Regions from separate parts of the Mus musculus genome. Here all the other regions are linked to region 3. The links are chromatin contacts, called in public HiChIP or PLAC-seq and promoter capture Hi-C maps. All regions are on one chromosome and are shown on one strand. The core of a region is the stretch at or near the end of the contact, and the rest is flanking DNA. Distances in the headings are between cores, read along the strand shown. Region 1 holds the start of Tafa1 (TAFA chemokine like family member 1). Region 2 holds the start of Suclg2 (succinate-Coenzyme A ligase, GDP-forming, beta subunit). Region 3 has its middle 84 kb from the start of Kbtbd8.

Region 1 (4,053 bases), core at 428-2,927, 910 kb before region 3:
GCTACATATTGTCCAATTTCCCAAACAACACCTTATGCTGCATTTCATATTGCCAAATTAATCAAACTTGAAGGATCGTCCTTAGTCAGCCAGTCATAGGAAGCACCCCCTATATAAGAATTCAGTTAGTGACAGCCTTTCCTCTCTGAGGTCTCAGAGAGGGGCTGTGCAATCAAGGTTGAGCACCTTTCCTCTGTCAAATGACACCCTTCAAGAATTTCCACTATGCACTGAAAACCTGCTTGTGACCTCCTAGGATGACTTCCTTATCTGTGGAAATTGATACTCTTTCAAAGCCAGTGATAGTCAGCAAAAATAAACATTATGCACACATATATATGCATGTGCATAATTCTGGATAATTTGCAGGTTTCAGAGAGACAGAGTGTTTGGGAAGGGCTTTGAGGATGACAATACACAAACGTGACAACTGTAATTAAGTGCAAAGTGGGAACACATTCTTTTCAGCAGCTTGGAGCCATCCATGCCCCAGGCAGTGAGTCAGATGGACCAGTCACTTTCTAATTAGTTTCTAGTTTGGTGGCCCACTGTTTACTTTTGTATATGGGCATGCTTTATCTCCTTGTTTTCAGAGCTAGCAGGATAGCATAGATGCACTCTCATCAGCAGAGGTAAATAGCAACTCCCCTCCTGTGAATCCCCAAATGAATGCATTTTAGAACCTTTCTGAATAGCCTGCAAATTACAGAGAGACAAAACAGAGGTGACCCGGTAAGCATTTGCTAGTCAACCATCTCTGTTGAAATGCACTGGAAATTTAACTCAGGGGAAAAAAAATCTAACCATCATCAAACTTAACGATTCTTTAGAGACTCCTTCTCCTGCTCATTTAACCCACACACAGCTGAGCACACACAACATGCTGTGACTTGACAATTACAGGGCTTCCCTCTTCCTTCCTTCCTTCCTTCCTTCCTTCCTTCCTTCCTTCCTTCCTTCCTTTCCTTCTTTCCTTCCTTCCTTCTTTCTTTCTTTCTTTCTTTCTTTCTTTCTTTCTTTCTTTCTTTCTTTCTTTCTTTCTTTCATTCCCCCCCAGTTAACTTTCTGTAATTCTCAGCATTACTTCCCAAGCTCCTGCAAATCTCTTCTCTTGGCTGCTCCCAGACAGAGCTCTGCTCTGTGGCAGTGTTTTCCCCCCAAATAATGCATCGAGTCTTGCATACTTCTCTGAATATGTTGCAAATCAGTTTCCTGAATCTTAAATCTTACAGAGGCTTTCTTACCTGAAAAATCCAGCCAAGAGCAGGGAACCCTCCTAGTGCTCATTGGAAAGAGCTAACACTTTTTAAAATCCATCTGTGCCACAGTTCTGAGATTTTTCAAAGAGAATGCTTCCCAGCAATTCTTTATTAAGAATTGAAAAAAAAAAAAGAAAAGAAAAGAAAAGAAAAAAAGGCAAGCTTTTCTCTTCCAGTCCCGTTTCCACAGTTGTGAAGACGTTGGGCTCGTTCACTGTATTGTCAGAAAAGGAAGCAAGGTTTGAGGGGTGGAAACCTTGTCATGTTCACCTTTAAATCATCCCCTGGCGTCACCTCTGTCTGACGAGACCTTTGAAGTGATGGTGAGCTAATGTAGTTTCCTGATGAGAAGCAGTTTATAGCCACGGACAGACCATCCCTACTCCAGTACATTCAGGACAGAGTTAGGCAGCGAAATGTAGGAGCAGGGCTGCTATACCTCCGTAAGTAGCGGGAGTCTGTTTCAATACACCCCTCCTCTCTAAAGTCTCACATGTCTTAAAGTGACATTACCCTCGATTATAGATAAGGTAGATTCTAATGACTGCCCTTAACTCTCCCATGACTCAAGCAGCGCTTTAACATGATATTGCCTAATAGTCTTTGGTGGAGGTTTGGGTTTTTTTGTTTGTTTGTTTATGTTTTGGTTTGTTTTGTTCTCTTATACCATTCTCATGCCAGGGAACTGAGAAGGGAAAGAAAAATGAAAGACAAGAAGGCATCATGCAACATATTGATAGTGTTAATGGCTTTTAGGCTTCAAACAGTAAATGGGAAAGTGAAACATGCACCCAGTCTAACCCTGAATCTTGTTGCCAGCAAGCTAGCTGAATATAGCTGGGCTTATTCTGATTTTTTTTTCGGTTAGTTGTTTTGTCAGCTATTTCTCGAAATGCAATTTATCTGGAATATAACTGGTGTTTGTGTTCCTAAGCAAAATAAAAATCTTTGGAGTTATTTAACAGGTTTAATAAGTAGAAATATATCATTGCTGGCACCAGAGACTGAGTGATGATGAAGAAATATGCTCAAGGTTCTTTGTAAAAAGTATTTTTTGGCTCTCTTTAAATAGCATGCTGAGATGGAAAAGGGAAACACTCAGAAGTTCAGTTGCATCTCTAGTACTATGGTGTGAACCCCGGCTTCCCTGGAAATATACTATGATTGTACTTAAACTTCAGAGACGCATGGGAGATGACCTACTTTTCCTTTATAGGCTGCTCCGGTGATAATTCTCTGAAAATGCTCATTCAATTGCTTCCCAAGTCGCTTACATCACACCTACTATGTGACAGATGCTTGGGATAAAGCAGAAAGCAAGACTGGTGTGATCCCCAATGTCAAAGGTCACTCACTGCCTTACGGCCTCTACATTATTTTCAGACCCGAGATGGTTCTCACAAATTCCTTGCCTTAAAAACTTCAAAGTTTCTGAGAATTCTTTTGCCTTTTGTGGGCATTATAAAGAAGGCTGGATGCTGGGTGCATCTTGCAGAACAAACCTTCTTTCCTATGCTCTACAAAGTGAAAGAGGGAGACCGTCTCTGTTTTATCAATCTTTCCTGCTGTTCTTTCAATGATAACACCCCTTTCTCCTTCCATTCTTCCCTCCCTCTTCTCCTCCCTCCCCCTCCCTCCATCCCTCCCTCCTTTCCTACCCCCTCCACAAACCAGATTTCAAAATAACAATCAAGTTAATTAAGAATGACAATGTTTCAGTTTGGATTTGTATGCTTACTTCTGTGGTTCATTATATTGCTGCCTTAATTAATGGGTGTCTATAGGACATTTGTTCTCTTGCTTCTGAATCAAGACAACAACAGAAACAGCCACAGGAACAGGAGGCAGAGTCCATCACACCTTCCTCAGGTGCTGGCACAGTGCTGAACTCTCTCTTGTAAGACATAATCTAAAGTATTTTACTAACTCAAGAGGACAGGCACGGTCATTATCTCTTTCCCACAAATGAGGAACATGGAAGGAAGTTGAGAAAGCAAACAAAACTCTTTTGAGGTAACAGGCTCCTGATTCAAACGCTCTGTACAAGAGCCCATCTCTTCAGTATTCCAGTAAAGAATGTCAACATCACTCCATCTATTTTTTTCCCAGCAGATACTTTACAATCTATTACACTGCAGCCAGTGATCATCTCCTTCATAACATAAGCATCAGCAAATACAGACTGTGCATGTCTATATATGTCTGTACATGTATGTACAGACCGTGCATGTCTGTGGTATAGGTATTGTGGTATAGGTATATGCAGAGGCCAGAGGATGTAAACTGTTTTGCTCTGTCACTCTTTGCCATCTTTATTCCTTTGAGAGAGAGATTCTCAGAGACTCTGCAGCTAGGTTGGTAGCCAGCAAAACCCAGGGATCCTCCTGTCTCTGCCCTGCACAGCACTGGGACTATAGGCATAAATGGCTTTGACACAGGTGATGAGAATTTGAACTCAAATTGCTTTTACACACTAAGCCATCTCCCCAACTTTAAGAAACACAGAGATTCAACTTAATGAAAGCTACTCCCCTACCTTTTGGGGAGTTGTGACTTTACATCTCTTGACCATGGTAGGATAGAGAGCAGTTACCTTTTTGGTTGGTTGTGGTTTAAAGCTTTGGTCATTGAGTGCAGTTGTATCACAATGGGATTGGTGTTTTAATGTTTGGAGAAATACCATGCAGATCTCTCTTTGCCTCTGGAGCAGGGACTAGTTCTCTAGACTCTCAGCCTAGATCAGATCACCGAGGGACCATATGACAAGAGGCCCTTTGTCTTTCCCTCCCAACCC
Region 2 (3,901 bases), core at 473-2,972, 520 kb before region 3:
GAATAAAAAGACTTGGGGAGAGGTGAAGAGCGGAGTCATAAAGTTCCGTAGGTTCTGACAAGATCAGATCAGGTGCATTCATGAAACCACCATAGACTCAAACTGTAATCATTAGCAGCCACTGGATCTCGGAAAAAGGAGATGGCTCAGTGGGTAAGAGGGCTTGCTGTACAGGCATGAGGACTGGTGTTCAGATCCCTAGCATCCATGTAGCAAGCCACCTGTAGCCATTCCACTGTAACTCTAGTATGGATCCAGGCATAGGCAGGAAGATTACTGGGGCTTGCTGGCTAAAATTCTAGTTCTACGTTGAGAGATTTTTGTCTCTGGAGAATAAGGTGGAGATAGGGCAAGTCACAGCACACGCACACACACACACACACACACACACACACACACACACACACACACACACACAAAGAGAATAGATTCTGTGGGTAAGGTTTTGAGGAGGAAAAGGCTTATCAAGGACAGATGTGGGCCAAATGTAAATCCTCGGTGAAGCGGCATAAAGACTGTTGGGGTCTCTTGGAGTAATGTTCCTACAGCTTCTCTGTCAATGTGAATTTACATCAAATGGAAGTTTAAAGGAAGCCGACAGAGGACACTCTTGTGAGGGGACTGTTGCTATAGTGTCCCTTGTCTGTCTTGTGATCATAAAAAAACAAAAACAAACCCAACACCCAATTAAAAAATATCCCCAAGTAGTGCTGAGGGGGTGAAACATGAGTTTGAATCTCATATCTCATTATCTAGCCCCTGTTATGTTTCTTATCTGTTGTATGCCTCAGTTTTCTCTTCTGCAGAATGAGTATAGAAATGCCATCTACCTAAAATGTCGCCATGAAGCTTAAATGTGTTCCTAATTGTTCAATGTCTGGTACATACTAGTTGTTACTGTGATTTGTATTTTATGTAAGTGCATAGCAGCCTGGATACTGTACACAAACACTTTTCTCCTTGTAGAGTAGAAAATCCAGCAATAGCTTTTTATTAATTTAAGGTTAAGTAGCAAGAAAACAGATGTCACTAAGGTAGGCCCAAAACCCTCCATCACTTTCGCAAAGAGACAGGGTGGTGCCTGTTTATAATCACAGTATTTTGGAAGTAGAGGCAGGGTCAGGAGTTCGAGATGAATTTCTGGCCAATGGAAGATAGACAAAAACCCTATCTCAAAAACCAAAACCAAAACAACAAACCACTACTACCCAACCAAAACCCAGTACACTCACAACACCCACACCCAAGCTTGTGCCCCCACATGGCCCAGGAACTAAGGGTAGCATTGATCCTAATTCCTTCCCTTGGAACATTACTCTCTCCAAGGTGTGTCCTCTGAAGGTGGTATCAGTTCCTAGGGCCAGACCTAGCAGCCCTCACTGCAGTGTCAAGGTCTAATCTGTCACTCCCAGGGCCAGTTTTAAGTCAGTGCCCCTGGGGCTGAGATCTGCTTTTGCCTGAAAGCCAGGCAAGATGCAGTAAGCTCTGGGAAGCCACATGGCCTTGGGGTGAGATGGTGAAGGTAGTGGGGGGTAGGGGTAACAAGGTGAGGAGTGGGTGGGGGGGTCTTCCACCGCCCCCAGCCCCCTCCTTCCTTTCTTTTTCCCAATTCCCTCACCCCAGCTCTCTACTGCACCCGCTTTCCTCCCCGCCCTTTCTCCCGCCCCGCCCCTCCTTTCTAGCTCCGTCCCTCCTCTCCTGCCCCGCCCCCTCCCGAGGCCTGGGCCCGGGCGGGCTCCCTCCTCCGCCCCCTCCCTCCCCCTCGCCGCCTCTCTTCAGGTTCCTGGTTAAGATGGCGTCCCCGGTGGCCATCGCGGCGCAGGCTGGGAAGCTTCTGCGAGAGCGAGCGCTGCGGCCGCTCCTGGCGGTCAGGTCCCAGGTGAGCGCGGCCCGGGCCACGCGAGCCACCCGCCGTGGTGCCCCATGCTCCGCGGCCTCTTCGCCCCGCGCGACCCCTGGCGATCCGGTGCTCCCCGCAGCGCGGCGGGCTGTGCGGCGTCCGAGGTGTCGGGGATCGCGGGGGTCAGAGTGCACACCCCACGACCCGGATCGTTCTAATGGCTCCCATCAGCCTTGCCCGGGCACTGGCACCCCGCGCTGGGGGCGAGTTCCCAAAAGTTGGGCGCACTGTTGGAACGCAGAGGTTTCTCAGCCGCTTACTGGCTCTGCCCGGGGGCGGCTCTAAGCCCGAGCTCGCTCGGCAGCCACGTGCTCGCTCCCCAGACTCCCGAGGCAGCTCACCTGCCCCAGTCAACCCCGCGGGGTGTCGCTTGTGACCCCCTTGTGCTTGTCTGTGGGGACCTGCAGGGGTCCAGGAGGATAGTAGAAGTGGAGTCTTGTATGAAAGGCCTGTGTGAAAACTCCTGCCTGCCCACTTGGTCCGTGCCTCCTAGAGACTTAACTAGTGTTAGACTCAGCAGCTCCTTCCTCCACGTTGCTCTCTTGTTGAATTTACCTTCTTCCATTGCAAGCGTCGCAGTAGCGAGGCTTTGGAAGGGAAATTGTGAGTTGGCATTGACACTTGGGAGAAGTCATCCAACTACTAGTCTTCCTACTTTCTCTAGTTTACCCGCCCCGCCTCCCCCCCCAACCCCCCCCCCCCCCCGCAAGAAAAACTTTCCAGTCCAATGAGAGGCAAATCACTACATTCTGACCAAGGCATGCATAGGGCACTAGGAAAAACGAAAAGAAAATAACTTACTAATGATTTTTTTTTTGTTTCTCTAAACTTTGGATCATTATGACATCTGTGAAGGTTTTTTTTTTCTTCTTTTCATTACCTGACATTCCATTTCTCTGTTATTGTTAATGGGAATTTAAGAGGCGCTAATAGTTATTACTGTAATATCCTTAACAGGCACTTGACAGTATGGTGGGTAAAGGAGAGGGATGGCGGTTTGTCTAATTAAAATCACAGATACCTGCTATAATAGAGTGAGGAGAGATCTCCAGGCGATCTGAGTCCTGTTCATTATTTAAGTGTTATATATAAAAAAACAAGAGCTGGGGTGCTGTTGCAGTAGGTTTGAATTGATGAGAAACATGGAGCCTAGGGCAGTCAAAAATGAAGAGTGAGAAATGATTGTTCAGAGAAACCTAAAACAGAATGTTTAGCTGGCTGGCGTATGTTGTCACCTTCCCTATCCAAGTTGTCATCTTCCCTATCCAAGTCGTGGAAACCTTGTCATCCTGACAAGCAGACTGGGTGAGACCTGTTACCTACATTGGGCAATGTTCATTGATTACATACTTGTATGTGACTCATTACTCTGGAAACATCAGGCTTAGATGGCAGTAGAACTCAGAGATGGCTCAGGTGGTAACTCTCTCCCCAAGCAGGAGAGCCTGGAATTCAGATTCCCAGCGTCTATGTAAAAAGCCAGGCAAGCCTGTGTGAGCTTGTGACCCAGCACTGGGAGGAAGAGACTTGTGGGGAGCTACTGACCAGCCAGCCTAGGGGAATAGCTTAGGTTTCACTTCAGTGAGAGAGACCCTGTCTTAGGGAAGGAAGCAAGGTAGAGAGAGTTCTAGAAGGACACAAGTGACTTCCAGGAGGGCCTGTTCTGGTCTGTTCAGGCTTTCATGAGCGCAAACACACACACACACACACACACACACACACACACACACTCACTCACAAGATGATTAGTTTTTGTTTCTGTCTTATCTAACCCTAGACATGAAGGTCAGAAGACATGTCCAGTATCTCCTGGAACTTGAGTTACTGAGGGTTGTGAACTATCCCATCAGCCAGGACTGAATCTGGGTCCTCTGTAAGAGCAATAACTACACATTATACAATGTTCAAGACCTGAACCATGCTCACGGTCAAGTGGGCCTATGTAGAAAGTCCAGTACTGAGCAGTTCACTGACCTGCTCAAGGTTACAGAGAGTTTGAGG
Region 3 (4,055 bases), core at 25-2,524:
ATCCTGTCAACAATAATCTATTCAGGAAGGGGTCATATTAACCCTTTCCTTTCTGTCACAAAGGTGCTGACTCTGACATTATACATATGACTGATGGCCTGGGTCTCTAGCAAATGGCTTCTGGGACTACTTTTTGATCTCTTCCCTATAGATAAGACTAAATTATGTTTCTGTGATATCTTAAGATTCTTACTGTCTCACAGGGTAGTTTGCCTTAACAATGACTCGCCTTTCTTTCCAAACGGATTCCAGAGCTACCTCAGCGTATCCTCTGGCAGTGACCAACAGGCAATAGTGAAACTCTTCTGATTTTCCCTGTGCTCAGTTGATGTTTCCATAGAGCAGGCATTCATCTTGATTCTTATCCCCCATTAGCTTGTCCTGCACATCCTCGCAGATTACAAGGTCATTGCCATAGAAGGCGGGATCACATAAGGTGGCCTCATCTATAAAAGCAGTCTCCACGGAACATGTCATGTGTGCTTGAATGTGAGCGGTGGCTTAGGAGGGGCATTTGTTACTTACAAAAAGCCTCGGGGATCACATCACAGGGCAGACATAAAACCCAGCCTCCCTCGGTGCTGGATAAAATGGAAGCACAATCAGCTCCATCACTTACGCTGCACTCAAACTGTCTGGGGCGTTCATGATCACTCATTAGTTATTCATTCTCACAGCGCATTTGTGAGAAAACATAGGCTGCACTCCGAGGGAGGAGGGGAGTCCTTGAACTAAGCCCTGCAGCTTTTCTGCCCCCTTTCCACACTACCCTGCAAGAATCCCTAGGTGGGCATTGCTGTCTCCTGACCAGAAAGCATGGTTTGAAAAAAAAAAAAAAAAGCGAGGTCAGAGCCTTTTTCTGTTTCAACTTGTATTTAGGAATAAGAATTTCCTTCACAGAAATTAGTGTGGCCTCCCGGAATCAAGGGTGCTTTGTGTAGACCTCGGAGAGTTATACCTCTAGGCTGAAAAACTGATATTTCTTTCCAGGGCTGTGTCGCTGCTGGATCATTTGCAGTTGTCCCCACTGCTGTAACCTCTCTGTGCGGGTGTGATTTAAACATCTCCTCAGGGTGAGGGTGAGTCCAGAAGTCGGGGGTTGCTAGGCAGTGGAGGACACTGTAGGATATTGAAATCCTTCATCCAAAGCTCTGCATCTGCTGCTTCAGAAATCCACTCCAACCTTTTGTTTGACTTCTCTTGGTAAAACGCTGTCCACATCTGTGAACGGAGGGGGAGTGGGGGAGGTGGCAGGGGAGACTTATACTGTCTGGTGTCTGTGGGTGGCACAGAAGCCTTCGTTGTGCTAAAGGCAGAACCCAAAAGTGGCCATTCCAGAGAACCATGCTGCTTGTTTTTAAATGAGGTCTGAGTAGACCCCGGTAATAATGGATTCTTGGAAGAAGGCCAGAGGCAGAACACATTCTAGGAGCCCTGGATTGAATCAAGGGCTTACATTATGAACAGCATTTGGAATTTTCCAGGATAGAAGGCTGTCTGTCCCAGTTTGCAGTGCGTTCACATTCAAAAGCAAATCAATTCCTGTTGCCTATGGGCTTTGAAATTTTATCTTAGCACTTCAGCCAGTCCACACAGGGTCCTTAAATATGATACACAGCCCCCGAGGAGGAGTGGTCTTGGCCTTCAGGCAGACTGTAGTCATTTATTCACAATAGCAAGTTTCTTCTTAGGTTCTCTGAGCATTTCTTATATGGGGTATGTCAACAGAATTATAGTTCTTGCACCAAAGGGAATGAGGGTTCATTTACTCTGAGCTAAGTTAAAGTGACCACAGGCCTAGGACATGGATTCAAGTTACCCTAAGGGATATGGCGCAGTGTGCAAGAAGTTGCAGGGAGCTTCATAGTCATAGAGAGAAATCAAAAGTCAGAGTGTTCACTCAATGTCATGAGGTCAGCAGGTAAGTGGTCCCCCTAGAGTCTGGTAGTCTTATCTATAGATTTCCGATACTTCAACATCCTTAACTTCAGGGTTGGTAAAGATAGTGCAAAATAATAATAATAATAATAATAATAATTAATAATTACATAATACTGCCAAAGATTTTAAGACAAACACAGAAGTCAGTGGCAAATGACGAGTGAGGGGGCTAAGGATAACCCACCATAATTTTGGCTGCCTATCGGCAACTTTCTTGCTCTCCACAAACAAAAACTTGCGATCAGTTGATCTTCAGCGCAGATGTCGCTTCTTCAGAAAACTTTGGTTCACACACAGCAAGTTCCTTGCTAAACCTCAGTTTTATTGTCTTTTAAATGGAACAATGATGATATCTATGGAAATAAGATAACAAAGCAATGTATTTCCTGGGATAGTATTTAGTCAATGTTTGGTGCACCTTCAGCTTGGTGGGTTTTTGTCAGCGTCTATGGATTGGCTGTGATAAGATTTAATGATTGTGTTAGTTCTTGAGTACCTAGTTAGTCCAGATGCTGATCAAAACCAAGAAGTTGGTACTTTGGCCACCTTTTCTCCTTTAAATATTATATTATTTATTATTATTACTATTATTATTACTATATCTCTCTTTTGCAGAAAAGAACTACTTTAATGAGTTTATGAAATTATGTTATAAATTACTCCAAGTAGAAACCCTTCCAGACATATTTACACGTGGAAAGAGTTGATATTCAGAGGTTCTAGCATGACCCTCTACTTACCCACCCAGCACACAGTATAAGGCCACAGCCACAGTTACTGTAGGGAACGGAGTAAGAGCCCTTACAGTCCCACAGTACACCAGGCAGGCACACACTGTAGGATGAATCACAGGGTACAACATCACTAAATGTTGTTAATTTCCAGAACACAAGTTTAAAGGAAAATTTTGGTTGAACTTCCACATGCTAATCAATTTCTGTATTCTTGGAGTTTCAATCAAATAAGTCGGTTAAAATTAACAATGTTCCATATCAACTTTATGCCCAGTACCCAATTAAAAATACTCTTAAGAAAAGCAGACTAAAGGTAATATTAAGCATGAGCAAAGTTTTGAAATTTAAGACTTCTGTGCATATTAATCTGTTCACGCCTCTATATATCTCCCTGATTTTATGTGAAGATTTCAGATTTGGAGGACAAGAGTAACCACTACATCAACTTAATTTTAAAACTCAAATGTTACAGAAACATAAATGTCTAATGACTGAATTAATTGAGATAATGAAGCAATTAGTGCCCTAGGTGATGGAGGTGCTTTGTTGAGACTTTGAAAATATTGATTTGATGACTGGAAAAGACCAGAATGCTTCAGACACTGTTCCTGACTGGACAGACATTCTTTATCCAATTTGGTTCACAGCTGACTGACTTTGCATGGCCCTGAATACTGCTTAAAGTTGAAGATCATTTCTGTTGTGGATCTGAGATAGATAAAATATCACAAAGCCGTTTGCTCAAATAAGACCAAGATGGGGTCTGTAGTGGTTGCTCAAGACTATTACTGGACGCTGCCATTGTAAGAACATAGGAATTTTACATTTAAGCCAAGAGTTTATGCATCACTATACACATGTGGGTTAGAATATTGACATTATCTGTTTTAAATTATAAGTTAGTTTATTCAAATCATTTATTATTCTATGCAATTGAGATCCTTTCGTGGCATTGTACCAATCCATTTCCATCTGGGATATTGGAGCCCCTTGTCCCAGACCCCTTTCTTAGCTTCCAATTGTCAATGTCAAGGAGTTTGATCTCTGCTGATGAGTGGATTCCCTCTGCCCAGATCCTGGCTGAAGCCAGAACAGATGACAAGCCCACATGCCTCCTGAACAGACTAAACAGGAAGGGATGCATCTAAGGATGGTAGAGCAATAGTACAGGACTCACTTGTCTCCTGGCCCATCCCTCTCCTCCTTTCACTCAATTAGCCCTCAAGGTTGCTCCAGAATCCAGATGTCTGTGTCTAGATGCATGATTAAAGCAAAGATCTTTTTCTCTTTTAATTGAAAACCTTTGACATTTATTCATTTGTGTTTTGTGCGTATGCACAGACATGTGCGTCAGGATGTACATGCAAAGGTCAGAAGAAA

The links. Promoter capture Hi-C pulls out the DNA fragments that hold promoters and counts their contacts. HiChIP or PLAC-seq counts read pairs in DNA pulled down with a chosen protein or histone mark.
Region 1: a contact with region 3 is called in a promoter capture Hi-C map of hippocampal neurons, with 6 times the contacts expected there. The contact joins the promoter of Tafa1 here to the enhancer-like site in region 3. A contact is called at or near these places in 6 of 39 promoter capture datasets (the 3T3-L1 cell line, 3T3-L1-derived adipocytes, embryonic stem cells and 3 more), 2 of 484 Hi-C or Micro-C datasets (cortical neurons and palatal mesenchyme), 1 of 115 datasets of contacts at active chromatin or transcription factors (astrocytes) and 1 of 9 other capture datasets (adipose tissue).
Region 2: an H3K27ac HiChIP or PLAC-seq map of stem cell-derived neural progenitor cells shows a contact between it and region 3, with 4 times the contacts expected there. The contact joins the promoter of Suclg2 here to the enhancer-like site in region 3. A contact is called at or near these places in 1 of 39 promoter capture datasets (the 3T3-L1 cell line), 1 of 15 datasets of contacts at CTCF or cohesin (the NIH/3T3 cell line), 1 of 484 Hi-C or Micro-C datasets (the MC3T3-E1 cell line), 4 of 115 datasets of contacts at active chromatin or transcription factors (embryonic stem cells, extraembryonic endoderm stem cells and stem cell-derived neural progenitor cells) and 1 of 9 other capture datasets (embryonic stem cells).

What each region holds. Positions count from the first base shown.
Region 1 is chr6:96,110,778-96,114,830 of GRCm38.p6, reverse strand. It overlaps Tafa1 (TAFA chemokine like family member 1), which reads right to left and starts at 1,677. Exons shown (of 5, transcript NM_182808.3): 1 at 1,245-1,677. It also overlaps 2900060L22Rik.
Region 2 is chr6:95,716,667-95,720,567 of GRCm38.p6, reverse strand. It overlaps Suclg2 (succinate-Coenzyme A ligase, GDP-forming, beta subunit), which reads left to right and starts at 1,722. Exons shown (of 11, transcript NM_011507.3): 1 at 1,722-1,879. The coding sequence starts at 1,793.
Region 3 is chr6:95,199,735-95,203,789 of GRCm38.p6, reverse strand. No RefSeq gene overlaps it. Among named protein-coding and RNA genes, the nearest start is that of Kbtbd8, 84 kb to the right of the region's middle. Within about 2 kb of position 1,274, at least 49 of the 459 cell types and tissues checked have an H3K27ac peak or open chromatin away from gene starts, as enhancers often do. A contact at or near this core is called in cortical neurons, hippocampal neurons and stem cell-derived neural progenitor cells, where this site is marked.